2 separate regions of the Capra hircus genome follow, and region 2 is linked to region 1. Evidence: chromatin contacts called from public Hi-C data. All regions are on one chromosome and are shown on one strand. Each heading gives the region's core, a stretch centred on a gene start, on an enhancer-like site or on the middle of the called end of the contact. The rest is flanking DNA. Distances are from core to core; before and after follow the strand shown.

Region 1 (5,012 bases), core at 2,107-4,606:
ACCACTGTTAGTTAGGGTCACGTGGATCTGAGCATGAATTCTGACTTTGCCCATGAGAGGCTGTCCAGACTTAGAAAGCCTCCTTCACTTTTAGGAGCCTCAGTTTTCTCACCTATAAAATGGTCATATTAGTTATTGCCTCATAGGGCTGTCCTGAAGATAAAAATGGGACAATACATGTTCTGGCACAGAGTAAAGGTTAAATAAGTGTTGATTGCTGATACCATTCCAGCTGGATTTTATTTTATTTTTCGGTTTTCCCAGTCAGTTTTATTTGGACCGACCTAGGGACAGAGAAGGGCTGCACCTAAGAGAAGGTTAGCCTCTTGGGGGTGAAGCCTGGCTTGTGTTGCTGATGGGTGGGGCAGCAGGAACTTGATCCCGGCAGCCGTGGAACTGCTGGTCTCTGGCACTTGCTGGCTGCGACCTCCTCCACCTTCATGATCTGGATTGAGTGGGCCTGGGCATGGTGCCCCGTGTGCAGGGGGTCCGGTTCCAGCTGTGATCAGGTCATAGCGCAGCCAGATGCCAAAGTTCTTCACCAGCAGCGGCGATTTCCCTGTCCGCAGTAGACCATTTCCCCTGAGGACCTCATCTTCCTCAGCTGAGACACAAAGTACCAGAGGTGGACTTGGCAACATCGTGCTCAGGCACAGAAATTTTCATGCGCCCGAGATAGAAAAGCGGCCTGCGGAGTCTGGGAGTCAGGCAGGCATGGCCCCGCCTTGAATTGTGTCATGGCACTCTGTCTGTGCTCGCTGCCACCCCTGAAAAGGTCTAGCTAGATTTTAAGTTTGAGTGTTTATATGTAAGACAGTGGTGTTACATTTTCTTGTATCAATTTCATTCCATAATACCTGTGGATGATGAAGACAAGTTAACTTGATTTGAGCTCTTTAGTTGGTGGACATTCTTAAAGTACACATCTGTGAAGTTGGTTTTAAAATTTTGTTTCTCTTGAACATTTTACTATGAAAATATTCAAACAGAAAAGTTGAAAGAATTCTACAGTGAGCACTTGAATATGCAACTATCAAGAGTCTACAGTGAACATTTTGTTTTACTTGCTTTATTAAATACCTATCCATCTTTCTGCTATACATCTATATATCCATCTTATTTAACTTCTTTGCATTTTTATAGTTATTGGGGCTGTTGTTCATATTATAAAAGTTAAAAAACCTGCTAAGATGCATTACTTATGAGTGTTTTTGCATATCTTTCAGGAAATTGCCAGGATAGTGAAAACAAATATGTTAGAAGTCAAATAATTTGAATAATTCAATTAATATAATTGATGTGCTCTAATAGTTAATAAACAAGATACATATTCTTTTTCAATACCATGTTCTTTATTTATCAACACATTTTGTTGTTGGTAAGATGTTACTGTACAAACGTTTGATATGGCCCATTTGTTTATTTTTCCTTGTGTTTCCCTTGCCTGAGGAGACATGTCAAAAAAAAAAAATTGCTAAGAGGTGCCAAAGAGTGCATTACCTACGTTTTCTTCTAGAAGTTCTATGGTCTCAGACCTTGCGCTTAGCAAGTCTCTAGTTCATTCCGAGCTTGTCTTTGCAGGTGGGGTGGGAGAGTAGTCCGCTTTGGTTCTTTTGCGTGTGCTGTCTGGTTTTCCCAATACCACTTCTTGAAGAGGCTGTCTTTTCCCCATTGTATATTCTTGCTCTTTCGTCATAAATTGACCGTGTAAGTGTGGGTTCATTTCTGGGTTTTGTGTGTCCCTTAATTACTGCATAGATGATCTCACTACTTCTGTCTTTTGTCTTATCCTAATGTTCAAGTGGTTTTCCTACTGCCTTTACCCTATGTTTGCCTTTACCAGTAACATTTTTTATTTTGTAATTGTTATATTGTTAGTTGTGGTCTATTTTTTTCTATTTAGTGGAGTCCCTTTAACATTTTTTGTTAAGTTGAGTTAGCGGTGCTGAGTGTTTTTGGTCTTTTCTTGCCTGTTAAACTCTTTCTGTCTCCTTCAAATCTGAATGAAAGCCTTGCTGGGTAGAGTATTCTTGATTGTAGGTTTTTCCTTTCATCAATTTGGATGTATTGGTCCACTCCCTTCTGTCCTGCAATGTTTTTGCTGTATTCGAGAACAGTTTTATGTGAATTCCTTTGTATGTAACTAGTTGCTTTCCTCTTGCTCCTTTTAAGGGGCTCTCTTTATCTTTAATTCTTGCCATTTTAATTATTATACGTCTTTGTGAGGATCTCTTTGGGTTTATCTTGTTTGGAACTCTCTGTGCTTACCAGACCTGGATGTCTGTTCTCATTTCCAGATTATGGGATTTTTTTTTTAGTTATTATTTCTTCAGATAAGTTCTCTGCCTCTTTCTCCCTTCTCCTTCTGGGACCTTATAATGTAAATATTAGTATGCTTGATGTTGTCCCAGAGGTCTCTTAAACAGTCTTCATTTTCTAAAACGATTTCTTTTTCTTCTTTCTGTTCTGCTTTAGTGATTTCCACCACTCTGTATTCCAGTTTGATGATTTATTTCTCCATATCATCTTAGTAAAACTTCTTGTGTATTTTTGATTTCAGTATTGTATTCATCAGCTCTTTTTTGGTTCTTCTTTCTATTTTGTAACTCTTTGTTAAGCTTCTCTCTGTTCATCTATTTTTCTCCCAAGTTTGCTGAGCATCTTTATGATCATTACTTTGAACTTTTTATGGGTATATTTCTTATCTCCACTTCTCTTAGTTCTTCTTCTGAGATTTTATCTTGTTTCTTCCTTTGGAACATATTCCTCTGTAGCCTCATTTCGCCTAATTCTCTGGGTTTATTATTGTATGGTAGGTGGGTTGGTTATGTTTCTCGATCTTGCAGAAGTGGCCTTGTTTAGATCTTTGTGGCTTCAGGACTGTAGCCCACCAGGCTCCTCTGTCCATGGAATTTTCCAGGCAAGAACACTGGAGTAAGTTTCCATTTCCTACTCCAGGGGGTCTTCCCGACCCAGGGATTGAACCCATGGCTCTTGCATCTCCTGCATTAGCGGGCAGGTTCTTTACCACTGGTGCCACCTGGGAATCCCTCTTTATTCTTTTAAATTGGAGTATAAATGCTTTACAATGTTGTGTTAGTCTCTGCTGTAAAACAAAGTGAATCAGTGATATGTTTATGTATACCTCCTTCCTCTTGGCTCTTCCCCCACACCCAGGAGACTTCTTAGGGGCCCCAGCAGCATTCTCTATTCTGGTCACCAGCACTATATTCTCTAGCAGTTTCCCCTGTGTGGGCTTGCTGCAGGGCCAGGGGGATCCTGGGTCTGGTGCTGGTCCACTGGTGGAAGGCTCCTTGTCCCAGGGTTGGCTGTGGGTTTTGAGGGGCCCCAGGCTAGTGCCAGCCTGCTGGTGAGTGGGACCAGTTCTTGGGTGGCTGGCTGCAGAGGTTGTGGGGGTCCCTGGGCTGGTGCTGGCCCAGTGGTAGAAGGGGTCAGGTCTCTGAAAGGCTAGCTGCTTGGCCTGGGGGTTTTGGGACTGGTGCTGGCCCTCTGATGCTATAGGCTAGTGGGGAGACTCCAGAAATTTCCTTGTCAACACCAGTGTCTTCATGGTAAAATGAGTTCCCCCAAATGGCTGCCATCATCTGTCCACAGGGGGTGTCCCAGTTGCCGCCTGCCTTTGTGAGGCTTTCCAAGATCAGCAAGTGGATCTGAGCTGAGCGCCTTTTAAATTACTGCCTCTGCACTGGGATTTGGTGGGTGAGTGTTTTTGTGTTCCCTTTAGGAGCAGAGTCTGTCTCCTATAGTCCTCTGGCTCATATATACAAGCGCTGTGGGCCTTCAAAGCTGGACATTCTGGGGCTTGTCTTCCTGGTGCAGGAGGCCCAAAGCTTGGGGACCCTGATGTGGGGCTTAGACTCCTCACTACTTGGAGAGAACCTGTGCAATTGTGATTATCTCCCATATGTGGATCACTGACCCAGGGGAAGGATTCTTGACTAAACTATGTCTCTACCCACTTACTCAATCTAGTTCTGGTTGCTTTTTTATATTTTTAATTGTGGAAATCTTTTTTGCTAGTCCAGTTTGTCCTCATAAATAGTTGTTTTATAGATAGTTGTGATTTGGTGTGCCTGTAGGAGGCCTACAGGCATTTTGGCTGTACCTCTAAACAACTTTCGACTATAGAAATTGTCTATTAGAAAGTAGAGTGTATTTAAAAGTGAAAACTACCAACAGCATGAGATGATGTGTCTAAATGTAACTCAAGAAGAGTGTTCCTGCTTTTATTTTTATTAAAAAAATTTTCTCTGGATACACCACAAAGGATATGAGATCTTAATTCCCTGATGAGGAATTGAACCCATGTCCCCTGCAATGGAAGTGTGGAGTCTTAAGCATTGGATTCACCACGGAATTCCCCCTCCCTTAAAATGTATTTATTAGATAAGAAAAAATAAGGCAAAAAGTCAAGAAAGTAAAAAACAAAAACAAAAAGCCAAACTTAACAAAATAAATAAAAGCAGTGGGAAGGACTAATCAAACACAGAAAGTACAAATTAATGAAGAGAAATGAAAGAAAAAAAGATGATTCTTTGAAAATACCAAAACAGGCCAACCTCTTGACAGTAGTCAAGAGAAAAAGAGAAGACAAATATCAACAGTGAAGATTGAGAAACTCAGTGTGCTTCGTGAAAGTTAAGAAATTTTAAAAAGAAGAAATCCATGGGAATTCCTTGGTGGACCAGTGGTTAGGACACCGTGCTTCCACTTTAGGGGGCATGGGTTTGGTCCCTGGTCAGGGAACTAAGATCCCATAAGTTGGGAAGCATAGTCAAAATTAAAAAGAAGAAGAAGAAGAAGAAATCCTTTATAAAAGCTTTTAAACAATCTAGATGAAAAGAACAAATTCTGGGAAATTAAATTTCTAAATTTGATTTAAGAAGGGTACAGACATTTCCCCAAACTAGGGGAGAAATGTAAAAAGTGATCCAAAATATATACTGCTGAAGTAGTCACTATCTTTCAAAGATAGTGAATAGATTGATAAT
Region 2 (5,612 bases), core at 2,643-5,142, 600 kb after region 1:
GATAAAGGGCATGCATTACAGGAGAGGACTGCTTCAGTCCAAGGCACTGAAGTTCCCAATGATTCTTTGCAAAATCAACTCCTCCAGGGCCTACTGAGAAAGACTTCCCCATTCAAGGAAAAGCAAGAGGGAAGAAGGAGCTCTAGGCTTGCTCCCTCCTCCTCCTCCCCGAGAAGCCACTGCATCGTTCCTGGGAATGCTGCCCTCCCCCACCTGCAGTCCTCTCTCCTCACTTTTACCTTAAGCTCAGGCAAACCACAAAAGAGTTCCCAACTGGCTTCCTCCCTGGGAATCCCCAGAGGGCAGGCAAGGGCCCACCTTCTCCCCTGCACTCCCAGGGCTTCAGCACAAGGATGCTCCAGCCTCCTGGGTTGGATTCCATCTTTGTTTGCCAATCCGCCAATTTGCAAAATGCCATAATTGACACTCATTAGTGTAAATTAGCAAAGGGCTCCTGCAGAACCCACAGCTCACCCTGTAAGTCTAGAATTGCCAGCCCGGGGGCAGGGGTGGGGGGTGGCGTGGGTGCGGGTGGCAGGCAGGGCTGGGGGGAGTGAGCCCGAGGATGTTTGTGTGTGTCTGCGTGCACATATTCTGCAGATTTTCCCCAAGCCCTACTTAATACCCCAGATTATTTGCACTTGTGGATCCTTTCATCAGGGATTAAATGTATGTCTGAGAATATTTAGTCCAGAGATTTTTTTTTTTTAAAGTTTGCCTGTTTACAGAGCTCCCAGAAGCCTCCTGGTGGTTCTGAAGTTCCATGCTTTGGGGCAAGAGAGCTGGGGAAGCTTATGAGCAAGGGACTTTTTGTTTTTTTTCTTCTAAAGGCTGAATTTAGTTGAGAGAGGCCATGGCCACCAAATCAAGGGGTAAGCAGACCACCTGGCCCCTCCCAAGATCAAACTCGACTCCCTGAAAACCAGGAAGAAGAAAGCCTGGTTTCCAGGCACTCAGTGACTGTGGCCCTAGGGAGCCCGGAGCAGCCTTCAGGTTCACACCTGGGCTGACTCCAGAAAGGCACTGCTGGGGCCGGGCTTTTAGCAACTGCACCAGGTCCCTGCACAAGTCTTCTGTAACCAGAGCACCTGGGAAAGTGGCCCGGAGCTGGGGGCTGGGCTGCCTGAGTAAAAGAAGAGCCAAAGTCCCCCCACTGAGTGTCCTGTGACCGGGTCCCAACCAAGCAGAACCAGGCCATGGGTCCCAGTGGTGAGGCAGGACTGGTCCCAGTCCCAGAGCATCAAGCTGGAAGGTGCACAGCGTGACGGCTGCCGGGGCGATGCTGTGGATGGTGCGGGCTGCTCCTCGCCCCTGTCCCCCAGACGCGGCTTGGACTCCATTAACCAAGCAGTGAGATCAGGCCAGAAATCAGAGCCCATTCTGAGCTCAAAACACAAGCTTTCTCTTTTCTCCTCTCCCCTCTCCACCCCCCTGGGATTATCCATTTCCTTCAAAGGCAATTTTTCATTCTTGCTCCCAGGACCCAGTTGCCTGCCTATCAAGTGGAGACTTTCAACGGGTTTTTTAAAGTGACAGAGCCCCAAGTCTTCTCACCAAGAGAGCTAGGTGCTGTGTCCACCTGGCGACCTTCCTGCCAGCTTCTTACCAACATTACTAACTTTTCCAACTGTTTTGCATATGTACAGGCAAGAGGCCTGACTGCCTCAGATGTTACCCAGGCAGGAGTGGGGTAAACTTGGCTTCTGGTGAAGCTGGCATCTGGTGAACTGGGTTCTGCTCCACAGCAATCCTTCCACACTAATGCAGAGACAGGAGCCCCTGAGTCAGCCCCTCCAACCAGGCCTGGGAAGGGGGCCCAGCCTGGCTTTAACCCCTAGAAGCCCAGGGCATCCAGGGACCCAGCTTTGTGGTTGAGGTCAGCCAGTGGAATGAGGGTAGAAGCCAGAGTCGGAGCCTAAACATGGGGACTCAGCGTAAGCACCCGGCCTCTCGGTGGTCACCAAGGGCCTCCCGATCTAGGCATGCAAGGAGGGCATGACCATCCTGACCTGGCCACTCAGCTGCCAAGAGGGCAACTCAGATGGACAAGCAACCAACACTTCCCAGAGTTAGAAGGAGCCTGTGAATGAGGCCTCCACTCCTTCCGTGTTCCCCAGGGTCAGCTGAGCCCAGAACTCCAAGACCTGGGTCCCTGCATTCCAGTCATTTCTGCAGTTCCCTAGGGGAGGTGGCAGCCAGAGGAAACACCATTTCCTCCTCCAACAGCTGGATGGTAACACCTCCACTTTCGCCAAACCACTCAATTGTTAACACCCTCAAACCAGAGCGTTCCCCGTGACCTGGGGCCAGGACTGTGTAAAGAAAAGGCTAGGTTACTTTTTCACCTTACAGAAAAACAAACAAACAAAATAAAACAATCTAACTTCCCTTTGGGAGCAGTCCCACTGTAGCTTTAACCAGCAACTTGCTACACTTTTAAGGAACACTTCCCAGGTGGTCAGTCACCAGCAATGGAGAAGGCAGCCTGTGGTCTTCTGTGGGAACCCAACTGACTGCTCCAGGGTCTGAGCCCCCAAACTGACCTCAGCTGCAGGGAGATCTCAGTGTTCTTCAACCCTCTCTGCAGGACTGGTTAGAAACTTCACAGCCAAGAACTCCCAGCAGGGCCTGACCAGGCTGACTTGGTTTTGTTTTGTGTGTTCAGAGGCAATGGTTTATTTTGGTTTGCAGCAGTGGTGTCCTGTAACAGGACAGTGAGTTTTCTCTTGAGCCTCAAAAGGGAAAAAACGCTCTCTCTCTCTCAGAGTGAAATGGGACACCACCTTTCCCCGTGGCCTAAGGCGCTGGCGATTGAATTTTGCAGCAGCGCTCAGCTCACTTCGAGGTAGAGAGCTCAGCCGGCTGGTGACAAAGCCGCCTGTCTGCAGGTGTGCTTAGGGGACTGGGTAGGAGCATGCATGACCCGAATGGCGCCTGGGTCTCTCTTGGGTGACCCCAGGAAGAGGCAGGGAAGGCACTGGCTGGGTGCGCGTCCAGCTTCGCCGCGTGTCTGCGGACCGCACTACGGGTATGGAAGCGCAGCCAGGCGTTTGGCTCAAACTCGACAGCTGCTCGGAACGAGACGCCCGCGGAGCCCCTCTTAGGTGGGTGCAGAAAGAGGGTAGGCCTCGCGTGAATAGGACACCTCGCAGCTTACAGGATCGCATCGCCACCACAAACAAGTCGCGGTGCCAGACAGCGCTTGGCAAAGCGCTCTCTCCAACACGACCCGCAGATCGCATGTCCAGTGCGATGCGATGCGGGGCCTCGGAGCCCATTCGCCTCCGGAAACTCAGCTGCGCTCGGGAAGGCGCTAATCTGGGAGGTGGGTGGTCAAGGGCCAGGGACCCGCGGCTCCCGGTCAGCTCCACACCTCTGCGCCCTTGCTCGCCGACTCCGAAAGCGCCCAGGGCGCGCTCGCACCCAACTATCCTGCGCGAACTCGCTGTGCAGCCCGCCCGAGGTCGGGCGGCTGCTCCCGGGTCCCGGAACCCAGCCCTGTCGCGGAGAGCGAAGCCTCGGAGCGGGGGGCGCTTGGGGCACGGGGGGACTTCGAACGCCGTACGCCGAGGGAGTGCGCCCTGCGAGGTGGGCTGCCTCAACCTCCGGGGTGCAAAGCGGCGCGGGCTGGGCTCGCTCGGGACAGCTCGGGCTGGGGCGTCAGAGCCGGGGCCCCTCCCCGAGCCCGGAGCCCGGCGCCTGCCCACGCCTCGGTCGCGGGGCGCACTCACCGTCGCTGAGGCACAGCGCAGTCAGCACGAGGGCCAGCACGACGCAGACCTTGGCATCCATGGCACTGGCCGGCGGCGGGCGGACGGAGGCCGGACGCGGCGGGGAGGCGGCGGCGGAGAGTGAAAGTGCGGCAGCGGGAGGCGCGCGCCCGGCGCTTTAGAGGCGAGAGCGGGGCGGGGCGGGCGCGCGGCGAGGGGCGGGCCTGGAGCTGAGTCCCGGCGGCGGCAGGGGGCTTGGACCGGAGTCCCCTCCCAGCCGGCCGCTCCCCCTGTCCCCTCCCTTCCCACCCCTGCCCCAGCGCTGGATGCTCCTGGGACTGCGGAGAGCTCCAGTTTTTGACCTCTCGGTTGCGCTGGGTCCTGCTTTGGAAATCTGACCTGCACGGAGGAAGCCAGTGCCCAGGAAGGGTTGGAGACAGGGCTGGTAACTGTTCCCAGTATGCAGATGGAGAGATTGAGTCCCAGAGGCTAGAACTGAATGAGAACCGAGGGAAAACAAACGGGTCGGTCCTAGAGGTAAGGGCCAGCTAGGCCAGCGGCGGCCTGAGTAGGCTAATAGCGTCCTATCTGGGGAGTGTAGGACCTGGCAGTGACCGCCGGCCTCGGCTTGCTGCGCTGCGGCCGGGTAAACTGGAACCGCGGGAACCAAACTGGTCTTTGCATCAGAGCTTCTCTTATTCCAAGCCGAAGCTGTCGCTTATGTCTTAGCCGGGTCTCAGGTTCCTAAAGTATGAAGTTGACGCTTTAAAATAGAATACTGTGTCAAAAGGAAGCAATGCCAGTTCGCCCCAGAGGCTTTTAGTAACCATGCATTTATTCAGCCCTTTGCGAAATGGGTTAGTTTCCACCCTGCGAAGGGGAACTGTGGGAATTGACTTGAGACCACCGCGAAGTGCTCAGCATTCAGTCTGATACATAGTCAGTACTCAAGAAATGTAATCTAGAAATAACTGTTCACACTTCAGTATTTTCTCCCTCTTCCCATCGGATGTTCTTACCACCTGAAACAATGAGAGAACTCTCCTCTCCTCCCCACATCCAGGACGGTGCTCCTGGGGTTGTTCTTTCTGGTTTAGAGACTATACCAATAGGGTCGTCCCTCGGCGGTGTCCAGCCCCGCAGCAGGCTGCTGCGCCCCAACGTGGACACATGAGAAGGTCCCGAAGTGGACAGGGGTCCAAGCAGGCGGTCTGCAAGGCGCGGGGGTGAGAAAAGCGCCCTTTTGATCCTCTCTAGTGATCACACGCCTCCCCGGCCAGCTCTTTCCCTTGTAACCTGACAGCGGAGTGGACTCTGTCCCGGCGTCCATCCAAGGGGCGCTTGCTCGGTGGGGACAAGTCTCTGGAGCCCCGAATCTCGGGCCTTGGGGGAGTGGGCGGGGCCTGCCGGCCCTGGGCTCAATTGCTCAGACTGGGGGCCAAGGGAAGGAGAAATCAGCAAGACACAGCGAGAGCTCCAGGAGTCCCGTCGTGGGGATGGGTGTCTTTTGTTTTGTTTTTTCCAAACTACTGTCGCGCCCAGTTTGATGCCCCGTGAATCCGTGTTCATTCATTCGTTCACTCGCTCCCGGACGAGCTCACTTCTGGGTACTGGGCGTTGAGCCAGGACTCTCACTGATTTTGGCCTCTGCCCTTAAAGAATTACCGGTCCAATGGATAATACAGTCCTCGGGCAACCCCCGGCCGGCCATCGCCTCCTCTCGGGAAAGCTGGAGCGGATACTCTCCAAGTTCCCGAGCCCAGCCGACTGCGGACAAGCCAGAGCGCAGCGGCCGAGCTCGGGCGCCCTCTGGTGACGATGACTCTCGTTTCCCCTCTACCCCTGCCCCACGCCCCTGGTGCCCGAGTGGACCCGGCCCCAGATCCCTGAGCAGACTGCGGA

Evidence for each region. Hi-C and Micro-C count contacts between places; a contact is called where the count stands out from the background.
Region 2: a contact with region 1 is called in a Hi-C map of blood, with 3 times the contacts expected there. The contact joins the promoter of CXCL12 here to the enhancer-like site in region 1. A contact is called at or near these places in 2 of 5 Hi-C or Micro-C datasets (blood and liver).

What each region holds. Positions count from the first base shown.
Region 1 is chr28:244,010-249,021 of ARS1.2, forward strand. No RefSeq gene overlaps it. Among named protein-coding and RNA genes, the nearest start is that of ZNF32, 27 kb to the left of the region's middle. Within about 2 kb of position 3,357, at least 1 of the 5 cell types and tissues checked has an H3K27ac peak or open chromatin away from gene starts, as enhancers often do.
Region 2 is chr28:848,081-853,692 of ARS1.2, forward strand. It overlaps CXCL12 (stromal cell-derived factor 1), which reads right to left and starts at 3,893. Exons shown (of 4, transcript XM_018042299.1): 1 at 3,732-3,893. The coding sequence starts at 3,792. It overlaps LOC108634142 (a long non-coding RNA gene), which reads left to right and starts at 2,763. Exons shown (of 2, transcript XR_001917394.1): 1 at 2,763-3,104.